Regions from separate parts of the Mus musculus genome. Here region 1 is linked to region 2. Evidence: chromatin contacts called from public promoter capture Hi-C data. All regions are on one chromosome and are shown on one strand. The core of a region is the stretch at or near the end of the contact, and the rest is flanking DNA. Distances in the headings are between cores, read along the strand shown. Region 1 holds the start of Rsbn1l (round spermatid basic protein 1-like). Region 2 overlaps Napepld (N-acyl phosphatidylethanolamine phospholipase D).

Evidence for each region. Promoter capture Hi-C pulls out the DNA fragments that hold promoters and counts their contacts.
Region 1: a promoter capture Hi-C map of embryonic stem cells shows a contact between it and region 2, with 2.8 times the contacts expected there. The contact joins the promoter of Rsbn1l here to the enhancer-like site in region 2. A contact is called at or near these places in 6 of 39 promoter capture datasets (HPC-7-derived erythroid cells, embryonic stem cells, hippocampal neurons and 2 more), 7 of 115 datasets of contacts at active chromatin or transcription factors (bone marrow-derived macrophages, embryonic stem cells, memory CD8 T cells and 3 more) and 1 of 9 other capture datasets (embryonic stem cells).

The regions. Positions count from the first base shown.
Region 1 is chr5:20,950,169-20,954,204 of GRCm38.p6, reverse strand. Rsbn1l (round spermatid basic protein 1-like) reads left to right here and starts at 2,383. Exons shown (of 8, transcript NM_001080977.1): 1 at 2,383-2,948. The coding sequence starts at 2,420. It overlaps A630072M18Rik (RIKEN cDNA A630072M18 gene), which reads right to left and starts at 3,216. Exons shown (of 1, transcript NR_030699.1): 1 at 1-3,216.
Region 2 is chr5:21,665,780-21,669,770 of GRCm38.p6, reverse strand. The region is part of intron 4 of Napepld (N-acyl phosphatidylethanolamine phospholipase D); the gene reads left to right. Among named protein-coding and RNA genes, the nearest start is that of Gm51277, 6.2 kb to the left of the region's middle. Within about 2 kb of position 2,135, at least 21 of the 459 cell types and tissues checked have an H3K27ac peak or open chromatin away from gene starts, as enhancers often do. A contact at or near this core is called in embryonic stem cells, where this site is marked.

The DNA of each region.
Region 1 (4,036 bases), core at 1,134-3,633, 720 kb after region 2:
TTTTTTTTTTTTTTTTTGTAGCCTTGACTGTCCTGGAACTCACTCTGTAGACTAGGTTAGCCCGGAATTCAGAGATTTGCCTGCAGATCTGCCTCCAGTGTGCTGAGAAATTATTTTAACTTTAACAGTTACAATGTGATTCTGCAAATCTTGAAAATGGCAAATCAAGAATAGAGGAACCTTGTAGTCAAATTTACCAAATAAGACAACAGAGAGCTTCCCAGGCAAAGCGGCCTGAGTAGAATCTCAAGGCTGGTGAGTGGGTGACTGCCAGTCCTATCGTTTCCCCCATTGTATGCCACTCCCCAGGAAGACAGGCCAGTTCACTGCAGCACCTGCTTTCTGCTAGGATATTTATTTATTTATTTTGGTTTTTGGAGACAGGGTTTCTCTGTTTAGCCCTGGCTGTCCTGGATCTCACTCTGTAGATCAGGCTGGCCTCGAACTCAGAAATCTGCCTGCCTCTGCCTCCCAAGTGCTGGGATTAAGGGCGTGAGCCACCACTGTCTGGCTGGATATTTAATTTTTGCCATGCAGACATAACATAGATGTGTTTTTATTTAATAGATCATTAATTCTGCTCCCGGACATTGTTCCCCTCTGCACAAGCAAATGCTTTCTAAAAGAGAAAAAAATAGAAAAATGCATTTTAAAAAGATCATTAGAGCCTTGCAGCAGTGGCACACACCCTTAATCCCAGCACTTAGGAGGCAGAGACAGGCGGATTTCTGAGTTTGAGGCCAGCCTGGTCTAGAGTGAGTTCCAGGACAGCCAGGGCTATACAGAGAAACCCTGTCTCAAAAACCGAAAAAATTAAAAAAAAATCATTAGACTAACTGACACTGTTATGAATGTCCCAATTAGATAATCTAGAGAGGAAACCCCTTTTCCTTTTGTTTTCTTACTTAGCGTTCAGTTTCATTCCAACACTTTCCATGTTGTACCCTTATTTGCTCAGTCACACCACCACTCCCTCATCCCCTGCCCTGGATGTAGACATACTCATTCCCAGGTGAGGGAGATGAAGTGACTTTCTTTCTTATGCTCATCACCTTTCTTTTTCCCATTTCCCTTCTATTTTTATGTTGTGTGTGTGTTTTTAAAACTAGATTACACACATTAGAGAAAATATGCAAAATTTGTCTCTCTGGGTCTAGCTTCAGGGAATACTCTATATATTAACAATTTACTTCTAAAAACTAAAAACAATGAGGACAGATGCAGTGGTACACACCTTTCTTTAATTCCAGCACTGGGGGAAAGGGAGTTGGGCAAATGCAGGAAGATTTGAGTTCGAGGCCAGGCTGGTTTACAGGACAGCCAGGACAATATTGGAAGACTATGACTCAAAAAACAAACGAACCAACCAACCAACCAAAAAAAGAAAAATGTATTTACAAACAGCGTTAGATTTTGATGTGTTCCCCTCACCGAGTCCTAAAGAAGTGGGTTTGGAGTAAAAGAGGAGTAACAACAGACCATTGCAGTTTCCTGAAAGGCAACTGTTAGCTGCGGAAAGTAACTGCTAATGTCCCTCTTAGGGGATCAGAAAACTCCTTTTTCTTGCTGAGCTAATATGATCATGTGTTATCTTTACATTCTAATCTCACAAAAGATCTAAGACTTTAAGGCATGCTCTTGTCTAAAGCTTGAACTGTGTTGTAACCCATTCCCCCAAATTCCTTATCTTTTGAGATAAAAATCAAGGTACATGCTTGGCGAAGTTTCATAGCGCTGACTCTGAAATACAGAACTCTAACTGCATTTTCAAACATTTACAAACACCGCTAGTGGCTTTTTCCTGGTGTCGTTTAAAGAATAATTAAAGTGAAAACCTTTAGCACTCAAGCTCAATTTAAAGCCTCCAAACGGTGGGTGATTTTTATCTTCACGATCGGAAGTGATCCAAGTTCCAGCTCTGCAGAAAACTCTCTTTTAAAGTACGAACTTTTACGACCTTAGTTAAAATAAGGCAACTTTTCACCATTTCTGCCTTTGCTGATCGGACTCTCGACAAATTTTCTCCGAGACGAGCAACCCAGAACTCGTTTTTCAGAACCTGCAGAAGGGACCCAAGCCACCTCAAGGTAAAAAGAGAGAGCGGTACAAACAAGGCAAAGTCTTTGAGCGAACGGCAGCGCTACCTCGGTCCGGGCAGATTCGGGGCTCCCGAGCGACGGTCGGGAGATCCTCCCTTCTCAGCGAGCTCTCCATCAGCCGCGCCGAAAAGACCTCTGACCTCCAAATGAAGGTCCGCTCGGTGACCCCACCCCGACGGCTTCTGTCCGCGTCTTTGATTGGTTTGTTCCGGGATCTCTCAGTTTAGCGCGCCCAATGGGAGCTCGGCCTGGACCTAGGCACCCCGCCCCGCGCCCCCGCTCCGGGGAGCGGCGGAGAGTAAATACAACAGGAGCGCAAAATGGCGGAACCGCCGAACCCAGCTCGCGGCGCCGTGGCTCTCCTCTCTGAGAAGGAAGCATCTGGCAAAGTACAGCCTTCCTCGCGGGAGCCGCCGGGCTCTATGTCTGCCAAGAAGGTTCGCACCGAGGAGAAGAAGGCGCCGCGGAGAGTGAACGGGGAGGGGGGCAGCGGCGGGAACGGCGGGCAGCTGCAGCCCCAGAGCTTCGGCAGCCCGGCGGCGTGGAGCTTCGCGGCTCGGCCCGCCGCCTCCTCCTCGTCCACCTCTCGGAGCTGTTACTCTTTCTCCGCCAGCCCGAGCGTCTCCTCAGCCTCCGCTTCCTCGTCTCAGCCGCTGCCGCGCAAACTGCTGGTCACTCCCTCGCTGCTGCACGCTCAGCCTCACCGCGTCCTGCTCCCGCCCGTCGCTCCGCCGGCCGCCGCCAAGCCGCGCAGACCCAAGGAGAAGCGCGAGAAGGAGAAGCGGAGGCAGCACGGCCTCGGCGCCGCCGCCCGGGATGAGAACGGCGAGGCGAAGCCGCTGCCGCGAGGTGGGTGCCGCGCGGGGGAGGGGAGCGCCGGCGGCCGGCGGGGCTGCAGCCTTCCGCGGGGCCAGAAGTAAATGGAGCCTGGAGTTTCGGTCGCCGACCGGGGGGATGGCTGAAACTCCTGGTTTTCGGTGTCGGTTTCGCCTTCCAGTTAACGCGCAGCAGGACGCGCGTGAAGGAGTGGGTCTAGAGGACCCCGCTCCCCGGTGTGTTTTTGGCTGGGGAGGCAGAAGAGAACAGGTCTTTTAAAGATTACGAAAGGGATCGGACTGGATCGCAGGAAATTCATGTTTGCGACGCAGCTTCCAACGCCAGAATATCCTGTCCAAAAAAAAAAAAAAAAAAAAGTGGGTGGTCGGGTGTATTGGCGGAAGCTGGAAGCTCCCAGGGACCACGGGGACCAGGATGTTTCATCCCTACTAGGGAGATGAGGTCGTGCGCAGGGCACCAAGTGTGCGGTTTCTGAGGTGCCCACATTCCATATTGTTAAAGTGTTTTGCGTGGTCCTGTTTTAAATACTACCCTTCAGAAGCTTTCAGCCATATTCTTTTTTTTTTTTTTTCTTCTTTCTTTCTCGTTCAGCAAATGATAAAATCGGATGTTTTGACGTCTTTTGGCCAGATCAAGTGGCTTCAGAGTGTTTCTGCCGGGGGTGGGGTGGGGTGGGGGGGGGGAATTCCCAACTGTTTTTCAGTTTTCTTTTGTAATGTAAGCTAGCAGAGTTTTCCGTATTTTCTTTAAAATGAGGGGTCATTCTAGTCATCTGTGGATATGTAGAGATCTGACTAATACAAAGTGGATATGGGTTGGAAAGTAGATCTTTAGGTGATCACGAGGTTATATAAATATACGTTGTCATTGTCACACATTGTTGTGAAGTATTCCGTTCTGTTTTGGAATGCTGGTGAAATGCCAGTAACCTTGCTGATCTAATGGTACCTTAGATCTTGAAAAATTATCTGAATAGAAAAGTTCATCATTCACAATGTAAAAGAATGCTAACATCTAAGCCAAGCTAATGGTTCGGTGTACCCTTGTTCCCAGTGTAACGCTCTCCTAGGGAGTTGGAGCATTGCCTTAGGAATGCTTTG
Region 2 (3,991 bases), core at 886-3,385:
GGTTAGAAGTCAACTTCTCTTTGGCACACTGAGGCTCCTTCTATCTCCTAGCACCTCTCTGCAGAGACCCAATGTTTTCTTGCTTGCCTTCTTGTTCTGCTTGCTCTTGGCCTGATCCTTCCTAAGATATGGTTTGTTCCAGAATTACCTAATACACTCCCTGTTCATTTCCCTAACCCCTAGTTAAAGTGCCTGTTTTATGATAAAATAACCCTGTGTAATGCCGCAGGTCATTGACCATGCTGCTGGAGGTGGAATGGAGCAATAAGTGACAACCTACAGAGCCAGGAGGAAGGCTTCCCCACCCCCACCAGAGGGACATGTGTGCATTTGGCAAGAGGCAACCTGTTGCATGCGTATACTGCCATTTGATGGCAGTTTCTTCTGCCATCTCTGTGTGGTTGTGTGTGTGGACATCCCATGGGTATCCTGTCAGTGACCTAGATGGAATAGTAGTATTTATTAAGCCTTTGTAAAGGAAAGCCTGACGACTCAGCCTCAGTGATGGGCAGTCACGAGGGAGGGCTCTTTGCTGAGATGGAGAGACAGGGAGAAGATCTAAACCTCAGATGTCAAGACCCATTTCACTATTAAGCCTTCAAACATCGTGCTGAATTGTCTCGAAGAATACAGTATAAATAAAGCTTAGTAAAAGCCTGAATTGTAAAATTATCTTTTGTTTGCCTGATGTAATTGCTGTCTCCGAGGTTTACTACCTCTGTCTTCTAACCTATGCCTGGTCTTGGAAGCTTCCAGCCTCCATGCAATCTTATCTAGGCCTAGAATGTTTTCAGCCTCTGAGACTTGGCTACTGAATAAGTTCACCCTTATGTAGTTCTTTTTCATCTCTACCTGGCTGGTTCAACTCAGCTGTCTTAGCTCAAAATTCCTCTCCAATCTGACTTGATTCAATCTGGCTTCTTGCTCTTTTCTCCTGAATTGCTCTACTTGGTTTCACACTAACCCTAGCAACCTGTTCCAATCTTCTGGCTCCTTCTCATTCGCTGGCTCATTCTGTCTTCACCTGTATCTAACTTGTTCTTCCCATAACCTGTCTCTGTGTGAGTGTCCTCTTTTTTGTTCGTTTGTTTGTTTGTTTGTTTTTTGAGACAGGGTTTCTCTGTGTAGCCCTGGCTGTCCTGGAACTCACTTTGTAGACCAGGCTGGATTCGAACTCAGAAATCCTCCTGCCTCTACCTCCCGAGTGCTGGGATTGATTGTCCTCTTTTAAAACTGCCCCCCCCCTCTCTCTCTCCCCTCCCTCCCTCCCTCCCCCCCCCCCTCTCTCTCCTGCTCTCTTAAGTAGCTTCCCTTTCCTCTCTCTTCTGAGAGCTGGGCATATCCTATTCTGTCAAAACTTTCTCTGATTCATCACTTTTTCTGCCATTCAATTAGACATCACTTTCAAACATGGGTGCTTCCTTCTACAAACTAATGTTACCTTCATTGTTTGGGACTAAAGGTGTGTAGTAAGGATGTGTCTGTATTCCAGCCAGAGGGATGAAAGGTGTGTGCTAAGGTTGAGCCACACCACAACTAGAAACAGGGTTTTTTCAGTAAATAACACAATCTTGGGATTCACAGTGTGATCAAATAGGCTGCAACACCTAATTATTTAGTAGTTGGTTGAACGCTGTCAGCGACCCTCTAAACATAGCTGCAGGCAGGAAATAAACAGAGAGGAAAATACCCACATTATATGTTAAGCCCCAAGAAAAGCTTCCTGGCTTTTATATTTTGTTGATTTTCTCATCACTCCTGGAAAGGATTGAGTGCTGCAGGCAGCAGGCCTGGCCCCATCCTGCAATGAGGAGACGCAGCCCAGCACTCCTGCTGGGCAGTCTGAGGAGTTGCTTCTAGAGACGTTGTTGACTCCTGTGTAGCTGGGATCGTAAGTCACAGAAGAGAATTGCAGGTTAGATCAGAATCAGGGTGACTCAATATTAAGAAGCAGTAAACACCGTGGGCAGATTTCAAGTGTAGGCATTCAGAAAGATAAGCTTGGGGCTGGACAGATGGCTCAGTAGATGGAGTATTAGAAAGTTATAGAAGTTTATAGCATTCTTCTGGCTTAACTGCTGCCTTAACTGCTGCTGGCTGACTGTTCATTAGCTGCCTTATTCCTGTTGTGATGCTGCTCAGGAAAGAGTAGAATTGCTGTGCAGGCAGTCTTTACTGTGGATTTATTAGTTGTGTCTAAAGTCAGTGGGGAATGTAAACTGGGGCTTGGTGAAGGAGCTCTTCCTGTCCCTTAATCTTCCTACTGTCTGGATTCTTTCACCTTTCTAGATCAGCTCCTTCCCCAGTCATATTTACATATAAGCTGTCTCCTCCTCTAGCCAGAACCGCCTCCCTCTTCACCCTCACAGACAGCTCAGCCTTCATCCCACACATTGTCCGGTGCACTCTGCTCATTTCTATAGAAGACCTTTACAATTTGAATCAAATCACAGCACAGCGTGACCTGGGAGCCTCATGTTTGGGGTGAAAACCTGCTTGCCTACAGTGCCCTGAGCAGCCCAAGCTATTGGGTGTATGCTTAGAGGGGGCTTTCTTGGGAGGGCCCCTGAGATTATTGTCTTTAAGACAGACCCCATTTCCAGCACTTTGTTCCCTTTTTATTTCCCTTTGTGTTGGTCTCTGTATTAGAAGGGTAAGACTTTTGTCTGGTTCATGAGCTGGCATGCTCTGTAGATACCTAGAAGACAGTCTTCACAGAAGGGGACAGACAGACTCCCCACTGGCGACTAGTTCAGAAAAGTTGACTTGTTTTTTAACTTCTAAATGTTACCTTTCTAAGTAGGTAGGGAAAAAGAAACTTCGAATCCATTAAGAAAAAAAAAAGCTATTATACAGCATAGAGATTTAGGTCAGAAGGGAAATAACTTTTAAAAAGGGGGATGAAGTTGGAATGGGGCGGGACTGGGAGGAGATGAGGGAGGGGATAAGGAGTGGATGTTATTGAAATAGATTGTACACGTGTATGAAATTCTCTAATAATTAGTAGAAATAATATTTATTAGTGTGCTTATACCTCTGGTGGTGTAGCTATATATTTCTCTTAAATTGTTCTTTTTACTACATCACAACGATTCTCTAGTTTTCTATGTGTTTTTAAAAATGTTTTTATGTGCATGAGTGTTTTGCCTGCATATATGTCTGTGTACCACACCTGTGCCTGGTGCCCAAGAGGGCCAGAAGAGGGCATCTGATTGATGGGACTGGAGTTACAAACAGTTTTCAGCCACCTCGGGATGCTAGTAATGGAGCCTGGTCCTGTAGAAGAGCAACCAGTGCTTTAACCACGGAGCCATTTCTCACAGCCCTTCCAAAAATTGTATTTTAAAAACAAATTAAGTTGTTTACTTTCATACTTTAAATTTCTTTGTAAAAACAATTTCATTCTATGTTCAAGTGGTCTGCACTTTCAAAATAATTTACATTGGGTGTTTGTACGGAGCATGGGCACCACAGGATGGATGTAGAGGTCGAGAGGGTCAATTTTATTCGTATACCATGTGGGTCTGGGGATCTAACTCAGGGCTCCGGGTTTGAAATCTAGTATCTTTGCCTGCCAGGCATTTTGCCAAGACACTTCAAACTTTTTAAGAAAGTATTCAAGTGTGCAAAAAACATTCTGGAGCGTGTTTTGTACCATTTTGTTTAAGCTTTATTTATTATTATATGTAAGTACACTGTAGCTGTCTTCAGACACACCAGAAGAGTGAGTCAGATCTCAATTATGGGTGGTTGTGAGCCACCATGTGGTTGCTGGGATTTGAACTCAGGACCTTCAAAAGAGCAGTCAGTGCTCTTAACCGCTGAGCCATCTTGCCAGCCTCTATTGTGCCATTTTTTATGGTGCTAAGATCACTGAGGAAACGTGGGGAGTCAGGGGACTGGGCTGCAGTATCTGTTTTCAGGGGCCACCTTCATCCTCTGACATGGTTTGTTCATGGGGGCTTTGTGGATACCACCCTTCTCCATCCAA